Linked DNA regions of Mus musculus: all the other regions are linked to region 6. The links are chromatin contacts, called in public HiChIP or PLAC-seq, Micro-C and promoter capture Hi-C maps. All regions are on one chromosome and are shown on one strand. The core of a region is the stretch at or near the end of the contact, and the rest is flanking DNA. Distances in the headings are between cores, read along the strand shown. Region 1 holds the start of 2810410L24Rik (RIKEN cDNA 2810410L24 gene). Region 2 holds the start of Arhgdia (Rho GDP dissociation inhibitor (GDI) alpha). Region 3 holds the start of Bahcc1 (BAH domain and coiled-coil containing 1). Region 4 holds the start of Actg1 (actin, gamma, cytoplasmic 1). Region 5 holds the start of Slc38a10 (solute carrier family 38, member 10). Region 6 holds the start of Cbx4 (chromobox 4).

The links. Promoter capture Hi-C pulls out the DNA fragments that hold promoters and counts their contacts. A called contact is a pair of places that touch in the nucleus more often than the background predicts. HiChIP or PLAC-seq counts read pairs in DNA pulled down with a chosen protein or histone mark.
Region 1: a contact with region 6 is called in a Micro-C map of embryonic stem cells, with 4 times the contacts expected there. The contact joins the promoter of 2810410L24Rik here to the promoter of Cbx4 in region 6. A contact is called at or near these places in 1 of 39 promoter capture datasets (embryonic stem cells), 5 of 484 Hi-C or Micro-C datasets (all in embryonic stem cells), 3 of 115 datasets of contacts at active chromatin or transcription factors (embryonic stem cells and pancreatic cancer cells) and 1 of 9 other capture datasets (embryonic stem cells).
Region 2: an HNF4G HiChIP or PLAC-seq map of pancreatic cancer cells shows a contact between it and region 6. The contact joins the promoter of Arhgdia here to the promoter of Cbx4 in region 6. A contact is called at or near these places in 1 of 39 promoter capture datasets (pre-B cells), 1 of 484 Hi-C or Micro-C datasets (B cells) and 1 of 115 datasets of contacts at active chromatin or transcription factors (pancreatic cancer cells).
Region 3: a contact with region 6 is called in a promoter capture Hi-C map of embryonic stem cells. The contact joins the promoter of Bahcc1 here to the promoter of Cbx4 in region 6. A contact is called at or near these places in 8 of 39 promoter capture datasets (cranial neural crest, embryonic stem cells, liver and 2 more), 6 of 484 Hi-C or Micro-C datasets (all in embryonic stem cells) and 8 of 115 datasets of contacts at active chromatin or transcription factors (embryonic stem cells, pancreatic cancer cells and stem cell-derived neural progenitor cells).
Region 4: a promoter capture Hi-C map of pre-B cells shows a contact between it and region 6, with 4 times the contacts expected there. The contact joins the promoter of Actg1 here to the promoter of Cbx4 in region 6. A contact is called at or near these places in 2 of 39 promoter capture datasets (liver and pre-B cells) and 1 of 484 Hi-C or Micro-C datasets (B cells).
Region 5: an H3K4me3 HiChIP or PLAC-seq map of embryonic stem cells shows a contact between it and region 6, with 4 times the contacts expected there. The contact joins the promoter of Slc38a10 here to the promoter of Cbx4 in region 6. A contact is called at or near these places in 1 of 39 promoter capture datasets (pre-B cells) and 2 of 115 datasets of contacts at active chromatin or transcription factors (both in embryonic stem cells).

Annotation. Positions count from the first base shown.
Region 1 is chr11:120,188,559-120,191,258 of GRCm38.p6, forward strand. It overlaps 2810410L24Rik (RIKEN cDNA 2810410L24 gene), which reads right to left and starts at 1,298. Exons shown (of 3, transcript NR_030682.1): 1 at 882-1,298; 2 at 1-118. It also overlaps Gm9734.
Region 2 is chr11:120,580,220-120,582,919 of GRCm38.p6, forward strand. Arhgdia (Rho GDP dissociation inhibitor (GDI) alpha) reads right to left here and starts at 1,405. Exons shown (of 6, transcript NM_133796.8): 1 at 1,303-1,405; 2 at 1-174. The coding sequence starts at 152.
Region 3 is chr11:120,231,534-120,234,233 of GRCm38.p6, forward strand. It overlaps Bahcc1 (BAH domain and coiled-coil containing 1), which reads left to right and starts at 1,414. Exons shown (of 28, transcript NM_001347621.2): 1 at 1,414-1,574. 2900052L18Rik (RIKEN cDNA 2900052L18 gene) reads right to left here and starts at 84. Exons shown (of 2, transcript NR_151480.1): 1 at 1-84.
Region 4 is chr11:120,347,081-120,349,780 of GRCm38.p6, forward strand. It overlaps Actg1 (actin, gamma, cytoplasmic 1), which reads right to left and starts at 1,415. Exons shown (of 6, transcript NM_009609.3): 1 at 1,345-1,415; 2 at 889-1,017; 3 at 556-795; 4 at 1-269. The coding sequence starts at 1,011. Mir6935 (microRNA 6935) reads right to left here and starts at 333; the gene lies at 270-333. It overlaps 0610009L18Rik (RIKEN cDNA 0610009L18 gene), which reads left to right and starts at 1,598. Exons shown (of 2, transcript NR_038126.1): 1 at 1,598-1,782.
Region 5 is chr11:120,149,915-120,152,614 of GRCm38.p6, forward strand. Slc38a10 (solute carrier family 38, member 10) reads right to left here and starts at 1,437. Exons shown (of 17, transcript NM_024249.5): 1 at 1,066-1,437. The coding sequence starts at 1,164. Gm11769 (a long non-coding RNA gene) reads left to right here and starts at 493. Exons shown (of 3, transcript XR_389232.4): 1 at 493-800; 2 at 924-1,484; 3 at 1,865-2,700.
Region 6 is chr11:119,084,986-119,087,685 of GRCm38.p6, forward strand. Cbx4 (chromobox 4) reads right to left here and starts at 1,252. Exons shown (of 5, transcript NM_007625.2): 1 at 964-1,252; 2 at 772-815. The coding sequence starts at 1,032.

The DNA.
Region 1 (2,700 bases), core at 48-2,547, 1.1 Mb after region 6:
CAGAGCCCCGTTTCTTCTTCTGAAATGGTCTTCTCACAAAGCCACCCTTAGCCGACACCGTGTAAAATCCCACTATCGGGTAAGCCAGTGGGGACGCTTCTGGCTCAGCTGCAGCTAACTTGGGAGAAAAGAAAGTGAATTCTTCAAGAACTTTAAAATAAAAGCGGCCCTTTCCCGGCAACTCGCGTCTAGCTTCGCCTTTGTTTTAAACACACATATAAAACCCTTGTCCTTCCTCGGAACGGGGGGCGGGGAGAACTGAGGGTCCACATTCAGAAGCGCTTTCCCCTTAAAAAATATTCTCGGAGGAGCTCTTTTGTTTGAAGTGGGTATGGGGGAGGGGACGGGGCCCGCTCCAGTTCAGCTACCAGGCTCTTAACAAACCACCACCAACAAAAAACCACAACTCTGAGGGTATCTCCTAACCCCGCAAATCTGGGGTTCCCGGATCCAGGAGGGATTCGTTCCTAGACACCCGGCGCGCAGCAGAAGCCAAGACCAGGTTTCCCTAAAGTAAACATCCCGGTTCAGAAAACGAGAATTCTAGGTTTCCGGGTTGGGGGATAACTGTATGAACCACTTCGAAACAGAGCCATCTTGCTGTAGTACCCATGGAGTCCTGGATGAATTTCGTGGGCCTCTGAAGAAAGTGACGCGCATTTCCACAGGAACTGGCTCCAAGCCCGTCTTACGGGTGGTGGAGAGCCCAGTAGGGATTCCAGAATACAGCTCAGGAGGCTACCCCGAGTTCGGCTACCGTCCCAGGACCCCTCAGAAAGACACGTTTGGTGCGAAAATCTCCTACACACCAGCTGGGTTTTTATTCCTTCCCTCCCCAGAGTGTGCTCTGGGCGCGCGGGAAACAAGGAAAAAGCACGTACCTGGCGGCGCTCTGAGGGCAGCCTCACCGGCCCTCCGTAGGCAAGGGAGCTCCCAGAAGCTACTCCCTATCCGGCTGGTCGACCCTAGGCCTGTCCCTCCATCCCTCCCTCCCTACCCGGCTGGTCGACCTCCGCCGAGCTAATTCTCCAGGAGGCAGGAGCGGGATACCCGGCCCGCCTTTCTGGAAATGGGATCCGTTTTTTAGCGCCAGGGCCCGCGCCAACGTCCAGGCCACCGTCGGCGCGCAGGGTTTCCCTAGTCCTTTGGATCAGCAGAGAGTGGGGCGGCCTGGACGCTGGGCTGCGGCTCGCGCACCAGCTCCCTGTTCCCGCGCGCCCTTCTGCATCCAGGCTCCGGCGTGTCCACGTTCCCAATCGCGAAAAGGGGACGAACTCTGAGCCCTCCGGGAAGAGAAGGCTGCAGCCGCAGTCCAGGAAAGAGCCCTAGGGCGGGAGGGGTGCAGGGCGGAGGGGCGGGAGAGCTACCAGCGCCCCACGGCCGCGGCCCTCGTGGGGGTGGGGAGGGCGCCCAGCCCCACCCACGTGGAGGCCCCCGCCCCGCCTCCATGAGGGCAGCGTCCCCGCCTGCCCCAGCGCCTCCGCCTAGCCCCGCCCCATCGCCTCCCGCAGCGGCCGCTCCCTTTGTCTGGGCAGCCGGTGCAAACCAATGGCATCGCGTGGGCGGTGCTCAGGTTGGCCAATAGATGATCCAGGAGGTGTGGCCGAAGAGGAGGGTCTATTTCCCCGAGAAGATACGGTAAACTGGTAAGCTTTTCAGGATCTGGGCTCTGAGGCCGAGAGTGTCTGCAGCTTCGAGCTGGCTCCGCCGTGGAATTACAAATTTTGGATTCCTTTCCACTATCTGGAAAGATGCCCCCAAATCCGGAAGGAAGTGTAAGGGAATCATATCTGGACTCTAGGGAGAGGAAGCCCCAGGGGATTTGATTTTAGAATGGCCCCTTGCACCCGGGACACGCAGTGCCTTGAACTTTGAAATTCAGGGTGTGCAACATCCCCAGAAGTCAGGAAGGTTCTCTGAGATCGAGTGGTAATAATGTGATGTTCAGCTTTCAAGGCGTCTCTGAGTTCAGGGGCAGAGGTGCATAGGCCCTCTCAGGAAGGACTACAGGATTGGGGGCCACTGCCCCAGGACCACCTTAGTGGGCAGCGACTCATTTGCTTTCTGAGCGGAGAAATATCGAGTGCTGAAAAATATTCAGGCTAAAGTGGACCACGGCCAGAGAGCTGTTGCTGGCTTGCCCCAGACAGACAGGGAAAGATACATCTCAAGTGTGCCCCAAGCCACGCCAGGGCAGCAAGTGCAGGAGACAAACAAGAGCCAAGCCATACCTACAGGAGCAGGCAGGTGTCTCCTCTTGAGTTCACCGCCTTGTCCTGGTCTCAGACCTGGAGGTGTTTCCCAACCTTTTCTCCCTTTCTGCATCTTGGCTCCAAGTGAAATCCGCAAACCAAGAAGAAAAGGAAAACAACCACCTGATGTAGGGGCTGTAATCTGGTGCCGCCGATGGTAAAATGAGCCCCGGAGGTAAATGAGGTACATTACAACCCTGGATTTGCAGGGCTCCACCTGAGCGCTATCAATCCCAGCATCTCCCAGGAGGTTGTCACAGAAGCTAACATCTAATTCCCTGTTGCTGAAGGCAGTACTCAGCCACCTTTATGGCTCTGTTTTGAAATTCCTCTTTTCAGAAGTCCAGGGATCCTGAGAGGGCCTGTAGCTAACTGAAGGGCAAGTTGCAGCACTCAGGATCTAGGACTTGTCCGGCTATGGTTGCAAACCACAGACGTGGTGATCAAA
Region 2 (2,700 bases), core at 155-2,654, 1.5 Mb after region 6:
TACTTTCGGAGGCTTTCATCGTCCTTGTCCAGTTCCTGGATCTCCTGGATGCTCTTCTGGGCTGGAGGCTTGTAGTTCACAGAGTGCTCATCTTCCTCATTCTCTGCAGCTATCTGCGCAAGCTGCTCAGCAGTGGGTTCCTGTTCTGCCATGCTTACCTCTAGCTTGGGACACCTGTGGGCGGGGCATGAGCAGGACTGTGACAGCCTGGAGGCATTCCACCCTAGGCAGACCCTGACACCTGCAGGACACCTGACTGGAACTTTGAGAGGATGCTGCCACTGCCCTACGCAGAGGCCCATTTGAGAGGACTAGAACCCCAAGCAACGAAATGGGACCACAGCCTGTTCCTCAGAGAAGCAAAACACCTTTCCTCCCCACTAAGAATAAGCCTCCAGACCGAACTGAACTGGCAGACGCAACACTAAATCCCTGGGGTCCTGTTGCTGTCCCTAGCTGCCCAGGCTCTCATCTTACTGGGTTGGGTCATGGAGGTAAGTTCTCCGACAGGGAGATGCTCTGTATGTTAGCCACGTGCAGGACAAGGGTCTGTTTGTTCGTCCCTTCCAATGGAATACTGTCCTAAGCTCAACTATGTGATGACCGCTTAAATCCCAAGAGCCCAAAGGGGATCCTAAATACGCAGGTCTGTCCTCTCTAGTGAGGGTCTGCGTATGCAACTTGGGAGCTAGTGCACCGCTTGCAAATAAATCTCAGGAGCCTGTTTCTGGGCCCTGACCCTAAACCTTTAGTGGCGGTGAGGAACCAACCAGGACGGAAGCGCCTAGATGCCTTTCAGTTCCGCAGATTCCCAAACGTCTCTCGGAAACCCACTGTGATGCCTACAGGCAATGCGCAGCGGTCCCGGGAAGAGCCCGGCCGTTGTCCCTCTGAGAGGTGTCCGCCAAGGAAACACATAAAGCGGCGGTCCGAAACCCGGAGGCTACAGACAACCCCACCCGACGCCAAGCGTGGCCGCCGGCGACAGCATCAGGGCGCGGCCCGCACTTCCGTAGAGCCCGCAATCCGAGCGGGGCGGGGCCGCGCGGCGGGAGCCCCGGGCCAGGCCCCGCGCCGGACCCCGCCCGCGAGGCCGAGGAAGGGGGTCCCCTGGTAGCAGGCGCGCAGGCCCGGGGGGCCGCGGCCCCTCCGGCAGGACCTGCGCTGCCGCCCTGGCCCGCCCCGCCCGCCCGCCCGGGTGACCGCGCCCCGCCCGCGAGCGCCGCAGTCGCCCGCGACGCCGCACAAAGCCAACCCACTCCCCTCCCGCACTGCACCGCGCTGCGCCACGCGCCCACTCACCGGAGGCTCGACCGCCGCTCTCGCGCTCCCTCCCGCACCAAATGACGAACGTCGTCCGCCGCCCGCCGCTCGGACGGTCACTTCCGGGGTCACAAGACTTCCGCTCTCGCGGGCGGGGTCGCCTTGCGCATGCGCCGCCAGGGGGCGCGGGTCGGCGCCGTCGCCATTTTGCTGCGGGCCTCGTGGGCGCGTCCCGCGTGGGCCGGCGCCCTCGCGCCTTCTGCCGAATGCCGGGTGCGAGGGTTTGTGGGACACGAGAGCCGGCTCTTCCAGAGCAGCGTCGCGCGGCCATTCTGTGGCTCCCAGGGTTCCCTGATTGCCGTGCCTGGCCCTTGTCCCATTGTCCTCAGAGTCAACAGAACCACAGTCCTCACCGACCGCAGTGCCCTGTAGCTGTGCTGCCTGGCGCATTGCTCTGGGGACTGCGTGCCCCCCGAGCCCCCGTATGTTAGAAGTTGTATGGTTTTGCTGTGAGGAGCGGTTTTCCTTGGAACGGGCTGCCTGCCTATCTTGAACCTCATCCCTGAGACGCGCCCGCCTCTGCCTCCAGGATGCTGAGATTGAAGGCGTGCACCATCACCGCCAGGCGTGTTTCACGACGCTGAGGATGGAGCCTCCTTAGTGGAGGGCCTGGCTGGGGGGGTTCCCGGTCGTGTGCTTGTGCCAGCCACTCCAGTTCCTCCTGAGGAGTCTCAGTTCCTGCTACTCCGTGAGGGCACTCCATGTTGGCTTCTTCTGAGTGTAGCCTCAGACTGAGGGGAGGCAGGAATTTAAGGGGCACTACGGGGACTTCTATAGCTTAATCCCACAAAAGCCATCGCTTCTGGCCTGCTCTGTTGGCCACACCTGCCCCTGTGGTATCCAGGAAACAGCTGTTGGCTCCGGAGAGTCATCAAACTTAAAAGATGAGGAATCCAATGGCCTCCACTCTCCATCTTCAGTTGTGGCCCAGTTATTTTACACAAGCACGCATACCCTCTGGCTATACATCAATCTGAAGCAAACCAAGTGTTCTTTCAAGCTCATTTATTTTTATCTCTAAGGAAGATGGATTTGCAATATCATTACCCTACATCCAGGTAGCTGCTCTTCTATGCAGAACTATTCTAAAACAAAAAGCCACGTGACTATCCCCACTCTTACTGTATGATGAATTTGGCTGGCCTTCCACCTACACACAGGTGTGCCCAACGAAGTGTGTCAAGCTGGCTTTTCAGGAGGCTCATGGTCCTCCAACTGGATGAGCCTGGTTTATTGAGCTCTGTGCCACCCACAATTCCCTGGTTTGACGCTCAAAGTACAAATCTTCCAAAGCTGCGTTTTTATGTTTATGCATATCAATATTTTGAAGTAGTCTCTGAACCACTTGTGTGCAGTACCCATAAAGGTCAGAAGAGG
Region 3 (2,700 bases), core at 164-2,663, 1.1 Mb after region 6:
TGGAAACCGTCCCCGGTTTATCTCCTTTCATCAAGCGGCCTTGGGCAGCCTTGAAACCGCGGAGCCAGTAATTGCTTTTTTCAGGAGGCCCGGTGCGGACTGGATAACAGCCAATCAGCGCCTTGTTTACACTTAGTGATGGACAGCCCGCTGGCAAAGTGCCAACCAATCGTGACCGTTTTGCAGAAGCAAGGGAGGCGGGGAAAGAGAGGAGACCACAGATCTCAGATTTAACTCCTTTGTGTCCACGCAGGAAAGAGACTGGAAAAATCCAAAGGAATATAGCTGTGTCGATTGGCATCTACTTAAATACTCCCCCCCAACACACAGAGAAAAAGAGAAGCAGAAATTATGTATTCATCGCCACTAAGACATCACCTCTACTTCTTGAGAATAAATAACATTTGGGTAGGCAACCAAATTCTAACCGAAATATTTGCTTGCAGAATATTTTAAAAGCGCTTTGATTCTGATTATGATAAAGAGAATTGTTTAGAGGCTGTTTTCCATTGTAGAGAGAAATTTGCGAATATGCAGGGACAGGCCCTGAGAAATGCTAAGCATGGTTTTCACACCATGACAACCACCCCTAAAATTATCAAGTGAAGATATTTTTAAAATCTAGGGGCTGATAGAAAAAGTAAATCCTTATCTTGGCAACAGAGCCTCGATTTTCATTTCGATTGTTGCTACGCTGCAAAGTGTGGCGGAGGGAGATAATAATTGAGAGCGGACAGATAGATGGCTGGCGAAGAAAGGTACATCTGCCTCTCGGGCAGGGGGAAGAAGGGCATATATGGAGCCTGTGGGCATGCCTCAGGCAGAAGTGTATTCCTAGTTTGGGTGGGGGGCGCCTGGGAGTGGAGGTACATCAGGGTAACTCAGAATCTGCGCTTGGAAGTTGGGCCTACGTGCAGCAGGTTCTGCCACCTGCCAAACAGACCCTTGGTATGGACAGAGCATCTGGTTTACAGCGTGAGGCTATTTCTTCTTTTTTATTTTGTGCATAAAAACAAATAAAAATGCCCCAAACCTTACACCTGACAAATTATGGAAAAACAAAACCACAAGTCTCCCCTGGACACGGACACCCGTTCTCACTATCCCTAGCTCCTCTCCCGCCCTGCGCCACCACATTCCCATTCAGCAGCAATGATCTGCGCAAAGGAGCTGCGCAGTCGCTGGGCTTGAATTAGGCGCCATCAGGCTTGGTAGTAGCCCTGCTGCTCCCTGATTGGCAGCTCCCTGGCCCGGCGCCAGCCTATTGGGAGGCCTGTTTACGCCGAATGAGTGGCACGAGCTCAGGGCCGTGGAGGGCCGAGCAGCCAATCAGCGCTCGGGCTGCTCCGGGCTGAGTGGCACGAGCTTATTAGTATGCAGGGCCCGTGGCTCGCCGCGCCGGGCTGCAGGTTTGAGAGCCGCTCTGGATGGGCTCGCTAGAGTCGTTGTTGTGGAAGCCGTGCATTCACAGTGCAACAGTCAGCACATTGAAAATACCAATAGGAATACAAACCAAAGTCACATTTACTGATTTAATTGTATTGCATTCAATTGTATCCAGGAAACAGCCTCCAGTAAGTAACTCAAATTGCTTTCATTTTTAATTTTTTTTGCTATTTTTATTATTTTATTATATTATTTTGGTTTTTGGGGGTTTACATTTTTAAGCAAAAGAAATTCAGGATTGTGATGTTAAATAATAGAGCTTCCCTTTTAAAATCCGTTATGATGTTGAAAGGCTTTTTTTTAAAAGATGGACTATATATATGAGTACGATATTTTTTCTTCTGAAAAATTTTATCGATCGGTTTAAAATTCCCCCCGTAATGCGTCCTTGCTTTGCTCTGAGCGCTTGTTGTCTCGATCGACACCCTGCATTAAAAATAAATTATCGAGACAGGACAGAGACCGCCAAGCTTCGTTCAGCAAGAGCCTCGCGGGTAGCCCCGAATGGACAGTCAGTGAGAGCCCAGTTCTGGAGGAACCAGGAGCGAACCCCAATTATTTGCTCCCCCATCTTACTCCCCTCCCCCAGCAATCTTGAATGGGCTCCGCCCGGTCGTTCCGTGGCGCAGGGAACGGTCGGCTCTCCGTGGCCACGGCTTTCCGGGCCTCAGTGAAGGGACAGGAGATTAGAGGGGTACTGGCAGGTTTTCAGGTTCCGCTCCCCACAGACTTAATTCTTTTCAGAACATTTCCCTTTTTTTCCCTCTCTGGGGGAGTTGGGATGGAGGAGGGGGGCTGAACAGTGGGGCGTCTTCATGCTGCGCGTTCTGGGCAGCACGCGGGCTCAGGCCAAGACCCGCGTGGCGTGGTCCGGGGACCGGTCCATTTCCCAGAGCGGGGGTCTTGCACCACCCAGTCCCCGTTCCTAGCTGGGCTGATGGGGGGGGGGCGGGTTTCGCAGGGAGCGGGTTGTGAAGCGACGCTGGAGCCATTCGCTCCCGGCGCGCTCCTGGCTGCGGCCTGGCCTTGCAGGCCCCATTGCGCCCACCCGCGCGGGAAACTCGGCAGGAGGGAGCCCACGGACTCCAGAGCTTGGCCTCCACCGGAGGACAAAGGCGTCTCAGACCCGGCGTTTCGATGCGAAATTTGAAAACAAAGCAAACCTTGAGGAGCTGGGGGTACGAGTGCTGCCCAAGCCTCAGGAGGGTGCACAATTCTGGGGGTCACGCCCAGCCACCCGGGGGAGGATTTCTG
Region 4 (2,700 bases), core at 165-2,664, 1.3 Mb after region 6:
TCACGAACAATTTCCCTCTCAGCAGTGGTGGTAAAGCTGTAGCCCCGTTCAGTCAGGATCTTCATGAGGTAGTCTGTCAGGTCCCGGCCAGCCAGGTCCAGACGCAAGATGGCGTGGGGAAGGGCGTAGCCCTCATAGATGGGCACTGTGTGTGTGACCCCGTCACCAGAGTCCATGACAATGCCAGTGGTGCGCCCAGATGCATACAAGGACAGCACCGCCTGAATGGCCACGTACATGGCTGGGGTATTGAAGGTTTCAAACATTATCTGTGGAAAGACAAAGAACACCTGAGTGAGTGAGTAGCAGGGGCCCTGAGCCTCCCACACCCACACTCTGCATGCTGCATGCCACAAATGTGATGTGTGAAGAAAAAAAGAACAGAACGCAAGCAGAAACGCAAACAGAAACCTGGAGGCTTCAGGGAGGAAATGCCAGGAGAAGAGGAACAGAACCCTAGAAACACCAAAGAAACGCTTGAATGTCAGGAAATGAGGCACAACACAAAATGACTCGTCACGCCCAAGGGGAGGCAAGGTCCCGGCTCAAGCATACCTGCGTCATCTTCTCTCTGTTAGCTTTGGGGTTCAGGGGGGCCTCGGTCAGAAGCACCGGGTGCTCCTCAGGAGCCACACGCAGCTCATTGTAGAAGGTGTGGTGCCAGATCTTCTCCATGTCGTCCCAGTTAGTGACAATGCCGTGTTCGATAGGGTACTTCAGGGTCAGGATACCCCTCTTGCTCTGGGCCTCGTCACCCACGTATGAGTCTTTCTGGCCCATGCCCACCATGACGCCCTGCGAGAGAAAAGGCCGCGGTCAGACTCGCCCCACCCACCGCGCGACCCGGGCCCAGAGAGAACACAAGGGAGGCCACTCCTCTCAACTAACCTGGTGTCGGGGGCGCCCTACGATGGAAGGGAACACGGCCCTGGGGGCGTCGTCGCCAGCAAAGCCGGCTTTGCACATGCCGGAGCCATTGTCAATGACGAGTGCGGCGATTTCTTCTTCCATTGCGATCTGCGCAGGAAGAAGCCCCGGAATTAGCGCAGCCCTCACCGAACTCAGAAAATGTCCTCGGCCAGGGCCGAGCCACCCCGGAGGAGTGCAGTCCCCACCCCGGGCGGCGTAACCGTCGGCTACCGGCAGCGCCCCGTTCCGCCGCGGCGAGGAGGGGCTGCGCATTGCGTCGGGCCCCGCCCTGCCCCCAGCCGCGGCTGCAGACCCAGGCCCACCCGTCAGGCGCCCTGCGCTCCGCTCCGCTCCGCAGCGGTGCGGCAGGCAGGGTGAGCGGGAAGAAAGGGCCACAGGAAGTCACTGGGCCAAGCCCGGGGAGCGGCAGCTTACCGGCGAAGGACGCGGCGGCGACGGAGGAGCGGCAAGAAGCGCAGTGTAAGCCGGCGGCGGAGTGTGAGACCGACCGCGGCCTCCCCCGCCGCTATTTAAGCGGGAGCGGGCCGCGCGCGCGGGCGGGGGCGCGCGCGGCCCCAGAACATGTCCATATATGGCGATCTTTCCAAAAGCCGGGCGCCTATTGGCCCGCCCGCCAGGGACACGTGGGGCCCGGGCCCGCCCGCCCCTGGCCCGCGCCGCCGCCAACGGCCCCGCCCGCGCCGCCCCCGCGCGCTCGCGACCCCGGGAGGCCCGGTTCTTGCTCGCGGGGGTCTCGGCGAGTGGCGTGCGTGCGATCGGCCCTGCCCTGCCCCGGGACTGCCGCGTAGCAGGGAGGGCCCGGGCTGCGCCCCGAAACTGCCAAGCCCGGGGCGGGCCGCGCCCCGATCTGGGGTGAGTCCCGTGGCCCCCGCCCCTATGTGAATCCTGTGCCCCGCACACCCCCCAGGACCTTTCTCTACAGGGTCCGTGTGTGCCTGGCTGGGGACGGGCTGGAGGGATTCCCGGGGGTCCGGGGAGCGGCCATCACATCCCAGTCACGTGGGAGAGGGTCACCAGTTCTTCCACTTCAGCCATGTCCCTTTATTGGAGGAGGGGTCGTCACGGGGTTGGGTGTCCCTGGGCATCAAAGAAGGTGGTGGTGGTGGTGTGAGTGGGCATTGTGTTATGCTGGCTTTGCGGGACACATTGTAGGGAAACTGAGGCAGGGGAAGTCTCCCGACTTTCAGGATGGTCCAGCCCCGCCCCCCGCGTGGGTCAGCTGGCGAGACTCCTCTCCACTGATTATGAAGTCCGGGTCAAACTGGTTTTGGGCACAGAATGCTTAGGCCTTAGTCCCCTCCGGACAGGCGTGGGGGGCGGGCCGGCCTCGCTGCCCTTCTCCCGGCTGTTTGGAAACTTGTCACCCTTAGCAGGGTCGTGGCGCTGCCGTCCTAGATGGTGCCTGAAGAGAAAGCTGGCACGGGAGTTAACCGGGTTTTATTTGTAAGCTTCTGGAATGGTTCATTGTGGAATGAAGCGGAGGGTAGCAGTGAGGTGAGGGACTCCAAGGTCACAGGGCACAGAGCTTGATTCGAGCAGGTACGGGGTGCCACTCCCACCCTATGCACAGGCGCTCTCAGGCAGCCCTGCAAGGTCAGCTCCCCATCTGAGACATGAACACAAGACCCAGGGGGACCAAGCAGCCTGCCCTGCTTACCTGCTGGCCATAAACCCGTGCCAACACTCAGTCACCTTTTGTGCAACATCAGGCCTAGAAAGAAGGGCGCTGGCCCTGTGGTTGTACAGAGGTGCCTGTCAAATGGGAGCACC
Region 5 (2,700 bases), core at 187-2,686, 1.1 Mb after region 6:
ATGACAGACCCCAGTAAAGGGTCAGTCACACTTCACAGACAGGCAGCAAGGATGACAGAGTTCACTTGGAGATTCGAAACCAGCCAACACTCAAGTCCCAGGATGCAATTCTGCTGACAGACAGTTTCCATGGACACTGGGACACGTAGGCACTCCAAAGACACCCAAAACCATCCCCCAACAACTCAACACTGGGGTTCACAACACAGATGTCACCCCAGAGGATCTAGCTCTGTCCTCCTGTCTACATCTATTAACCATATCAAATACCCTACCCGGGAACCCTAGATACAGTCTCAATCAGGATAGGTTGTTGAGGATCAAAAACTCATTGATTAAAAAAACTTGTTTTCTATTTTTAGCCTGGGATGTGAACGACAAAACACACGAAGTAGTTGTTAGTCTACTATTAAATTATCAACAACCCATTTTCACTTCCAAATGTCTATCCCGGATTAATCTTCCACCTCATCTCCTGGGAGTCATCAGATAGGAGGAGTGGTCTCTGCCTTGATAACCCACTGTTTCAATAGAACAGGACAGCAGCCCGCGTGGCATGGATGAGCGACGGGGAACCCCGCCACTCCCTTTGTTAAGAGAGTCATTACCCAATTTGACGTTTCCATCTGCTTCCGCAACTCACTGGCAGACACAACAAAGCCACGTAGAAATGACCATCTTTTCATGTGGCATTCAACACAGAAATAACACCAAACTTTTTTGTATGCCGGCTTTTCCAACTGCGGTGACACATGATACAGATCAGACCAAACGAATGCTTTAAATCGCCTTGAGTAAAGGTGAGTAGCCGAAGCCGAGGACCGGCATGCTTCCGTGCCATGCAGTCGGTCAGAGTCAAAAACAGGACCAACAAAACCACTATCAATCCGCTAACGTATCCTTCTCTGTGCCTTTCCGTACAGTGTGAGCAACCGCTGAGCGCGCAGATCCGGACCGCGACTCGCTTCGGGGACGTTGCTTGGGTCTCTTCCCGACCCGCGGTGCTCACACCCCCTTCCCACCAAACGAGCACTTCAACCTGATGCCCCCGCGCCCTCGACTCACCTGCTTGAAGCAGAAAGGCATGGTGAGCACGCTGACGCCCACGATGCTGTTCACCACGTTCGTGATCAGCCCCCACTTGGAGGTGGAGGCGGCCGTCATTTTGAGGGTCTAGGGACCAGGACAGAGCGACCCTAGATAACCCTAAACCTGAAGCAGGGGGGGCCGCGGACAGGCGTCGCGAGGTCAGCCTCCAGACCCTGCCAGGCTCCGCAGCAGCCTCATAGCCATGGTTCCAGGTTCCCGCCTCCGCCTCCCCAGAGTGAAGCGGGAACCCGGAAGCGCCGCAGGCAACGCTAGCAACACCTCAGCTCCGCTTCGCTGCCTCCGGCACCCAAACTTCCGCCTTCGGAGCCTACTCTACCAGGAAGTGACGGTATCAAAGGGCGGGATGAGGCGGGACGCCAGCCAACTAGAAGTAGGTGTGTATGCCCGAGGAGGCGTGGTTTGGGTGGGCCCAGAGGCGGAGCTAGGCGTAACTCTGGCCAATAAGAAGTATGTGGGGGGAGGGACGGCGGGACGTGGGGCGGGGTCTGAATCAGGGCGGGGCTACAATCTGGGTTAGGGGTTCCAGGCTTAGACTAGTGACTGTGGCCGCTGGTAGAAGAGTCATTTGCTGGGTACAACCTCTAGTGGAACAACAGGAGAGAAAGAGAAGGACTACCTTTCAGGTGAGGAGTGGGCTCTTGAGGGTTAATTTTCAGGTCCTTGCGCACAGGAAGGATTTTGGGTCACAATTGGAGGACCTGTCTAGACTGAATGCCAACTTATTGGGACAAAATTAGCACTTAACGTTTTACAGATAAAAATCATCGGGACACCGGGAGGTTCAGAGACTCAGCAAAGTCACAACAGCCTGGAGGAGGGAGCATGGAGATGTGTCTGTTTGATACGCTAAGTGGGTGAAAATGGTCTACTGCCCTAATATGAAAGAAAACCAGAGGAAAGGTAAAAAGGAGAGACTAGGGAAATCTAGGATTTCAAGAGATGGTGGCTTCTGTACTGGAAGGACTAATGAGAATTCTTCCTGGAGTAATGGACATTAAAGAGACTAGAGAAAAGAGAACGCTCCAACACCTAAGTGGATTACTGGCACCTGGCAGTGTTCTTTATGGTGGTGTCTGTGGTGAATGAAGGCCTAGGGACCTGAGGTCCAAGAAAGACCCCACAATGATTCCAGGAGGCCAGAGCTGTGCATGCAAGGAGGAACTTCAAGCTGCCTAAAGAGGCTCTCCTAGAAAACAATTTGAGGCCCATGCAAGATCTCAGACAAGGGACAAATTCTTCCAGCATCAGGCAGAGCAGCTTCTAGAGATGAGAGAGAGAGAGAGAGAGAGAGAGAGAGAGAGAGAGAGAGAGAGAGAGAGAGAAAGGAAAAGCTAGAAAGAGCAATTGGTGGCATGAGCCATTAATCCCAGCGTTCAGGAGGCAGAGACAAGCAGCTCTCTTGAGTTTGAGGACAGCCTGGTCTACATAAGTGAGTTCCAGGACAGCCATGGCTACGTGGAGAAACCCTGTCTCGAACAAAAAAAAAAAAAAAGGAGTAATTGAATACAAAGCCAGAATAGGGTTGGAGAGATGGCTCAGTGGTTAAGAGCACTGACTGCTCTTCCAGAAGTCCTGAGTTCAGTTCCCAGC
Region 6 (2,700 bases), core at 2-2,501:
CCAGCCCAAGTCTCCAGTAGGGCTTCAGCTGGTCTGCATTGGACCCCTAATCCGGTAACTCACAGCTCAGCGCCCCCCTCAAGGCCCAGGAGACCGCTGTCACTGGCAAGCAAACCCCAAATACTCAGCAGTACAAAAATATGCCTCTCTTTCCCTCTCCCTCTCCCTCTCCGAGTGTGTGTGTGTGTGTGTGTGTGTGTGTGTGTGTGCCTGCGCCTGTCTCCATCCGGTGCCTTCGCATTTCAAATTAAAAAAAAAATTCCCCATCGAAAGAGCTGCAGTGACAGTTCCCAACATTTTCTGTCTTTTTTCTTCCCTACCCTGCACCACCAGGAGGGAGGACGCATACAATTGCATTTTCGTCGCTTTTAAAAAAAATTTTTTTTTTTTTTTTTGGTTTTGCAATATGGAGCCGTTCGGTGGAGGGAAAGGGGAAAGGAGCCATTTTCTGCTGCACATCAGTCAGTGCCTGCGCCCTCCCTCCCTCCGCCGGCCTCCCGGGCTCGGCCCCGCGTCTCTCCAGCTCCTCCGGCTCCTTTTAGCGCATAAATTAGTGATGGCATTTCCCGGAGAGCGGAGCACAACACAGGGCGCCCGGCTCGGGCTCGGCTGCTCCGCTTCCCAGTGCCTGCCACCGACTTCCCCACCCCCTCCTCTCTCCACCCCACCTCCACCCCGCCTCCCGTCCGCTCCCCCACCACCCCACCAGCTCCACGGGTCTGCTGGCCAGGGCGCTTGGTGCCGAGGCACCCGGCCCCCGCCGCCACTTACTTGGGGGACCAGCCTCTCCATTTCACCAGATACTCCACTCTGCCCTGTAGGGGGGGAAGAGACAGCACTCCATCAGCTTCCGCGGGATCCCCGGCTCCGGCCCGCAGCCTCCCCACCCCCTCCGCGCCTCTCGCTCGCTGCTCCCGCCGCCGCTCCCGCGCCTCGGCGCCGCCACCCGCGCGCCACCCCTACCTTGCGTATCCGCTTCTTTTCGATGCTCTCCACCGCGAAGACGTGCTCGCCAACAGCTGGCAGCTCCATGGCCGAACCCGAGCGCTCAGGGGCGCAAGCGGCCGGCGCGGCTGCAGACACAGCTAGCTCCCGCCGGCGCCCCGATACGATCCTGCGCGTGGACCTCGCCACGCGCCCGGCCCCCGCCGCCGCCACTCGCCCCTCAACAGCCTGGCCGCCGCCGCCGCCGCCGCTGCCTGCACCCGCCGGCTCTCAGCTCGCGCTCGCTCGCTCGCTCGCTCGCTCAGACAACTGAGCCCGGGCCGCCGCGGCACGAGAACTCATGCAAATCCCGGACGTCAGCGGGCGGGGCCTCGCAGGGCCCAGCTCGGCGTCAGGAGGCGGGACGCGCCTCGGATTGGCGCAGCCCGGCCTACCCGAGGCCCCCGGTCTGGGCAGCAGGGAAGGAGGAGGGCGCGGGAGGAGGCTGGGGAGGAGGAGGGCGCGGGGAGGTGCAGGGGAGGGATCTGAGAGCCGGGAAAGTGAGCTGGGGCCGCGGAATAGAGGTGTCTCTGCCTAGGCGGCCAGGGTGGGCACCTCGACCGGGCCCACTCTGATCCGCAGCCGGACACTTGGGACTCTCCCGTCCCCACCCTCGGCCTCTGTTTCTGCTTGTGCAAGGCCCGGGGATCCCTGCTGGGGGCCACGGAAGCACCCGCTGCACTTTACAGTTGCTCCCAACTACATCTGTCCAGCAGAGCTCTGGAAGCACAGGGGACTTTCCGGCAGGGGGCGGAATGGAGGCGGGGGCAGTTCAGGACCCCACCCTCGGTGCCCACCGCCCCGCCCCGCCAGTCTCTGGGCATTTAGGCCGCGAGGTGGGGAGAGAAAGAGCCAGAAGACTGAGGACTTGGACAAGTGGAGGAGCACGGAGAGGCGAAGACAGGGACAAAGAAACAGCTGGCCACGGGGCATTTAGCACTCAAGAACCTCAGCAGAAAGGGGCTCTGAATCCGATGCCACCCAAGATTCTGAACGGCTTCTAATTTACACTTGGTTCACTCATTCGCGGGGAAGGGGCAGTTTCTAAGCAAGGCCTCTTGCTTAGTCTGAGATGCTGGGAGAAGAGAGAGAGAGAGAGAGAGAGAGCGAGAGAGAGAGAGGGGGAGAGAGAGAGAGAGAGAGAGAGAGAGAGAGAGAGAGAGAGAGAGAATGAATATGGGGGTGAATGAGTCTGGGGGGTCCAAGGGGACTTCGTGGGGCTTCATGGAAGAGCCTCAAAAGTAAGAGTGGGGAGGACCAAGTAGATGTTGAGGCGGAGGGTTGGTGGATGAGTGGACTGCGAGAAGGGGAGGGGAAATGGCCAAGGAGCCACAGTGTCTTCCTGAATTCCCGTCCTCTGGTCTCTGACAGCCAAGCCCTGCTGACGCGGCCTTTGGAGCCCTGGAGTGTGAAGTTTAGCACCTCGGAGCCGGCCAGCCCCGCACGTTCAGGGGTATTCAGCGCCAGCGTCCGGCTGGGGGAGCTGCTGCGCCAGACGCGGCCTTCCGAGGGCGCCACAGTGGGCCTGGGAGATCCGTGGGGTCGCAGTGGGTAGACTTGACAGAGAACATGCCATTCTAAGTGGGAGGGTAAGGGTGTGCCTTGCCTGTGGTGCGTCCGGGGCCCCAGCTCAGGGCTCCTGAAGAACGTGGAGCAGGAAGCTTGCGCAATCCCTTGGCTGAGCGTCCACAGAGACAGAAAAAGCGCAAAAGAGGA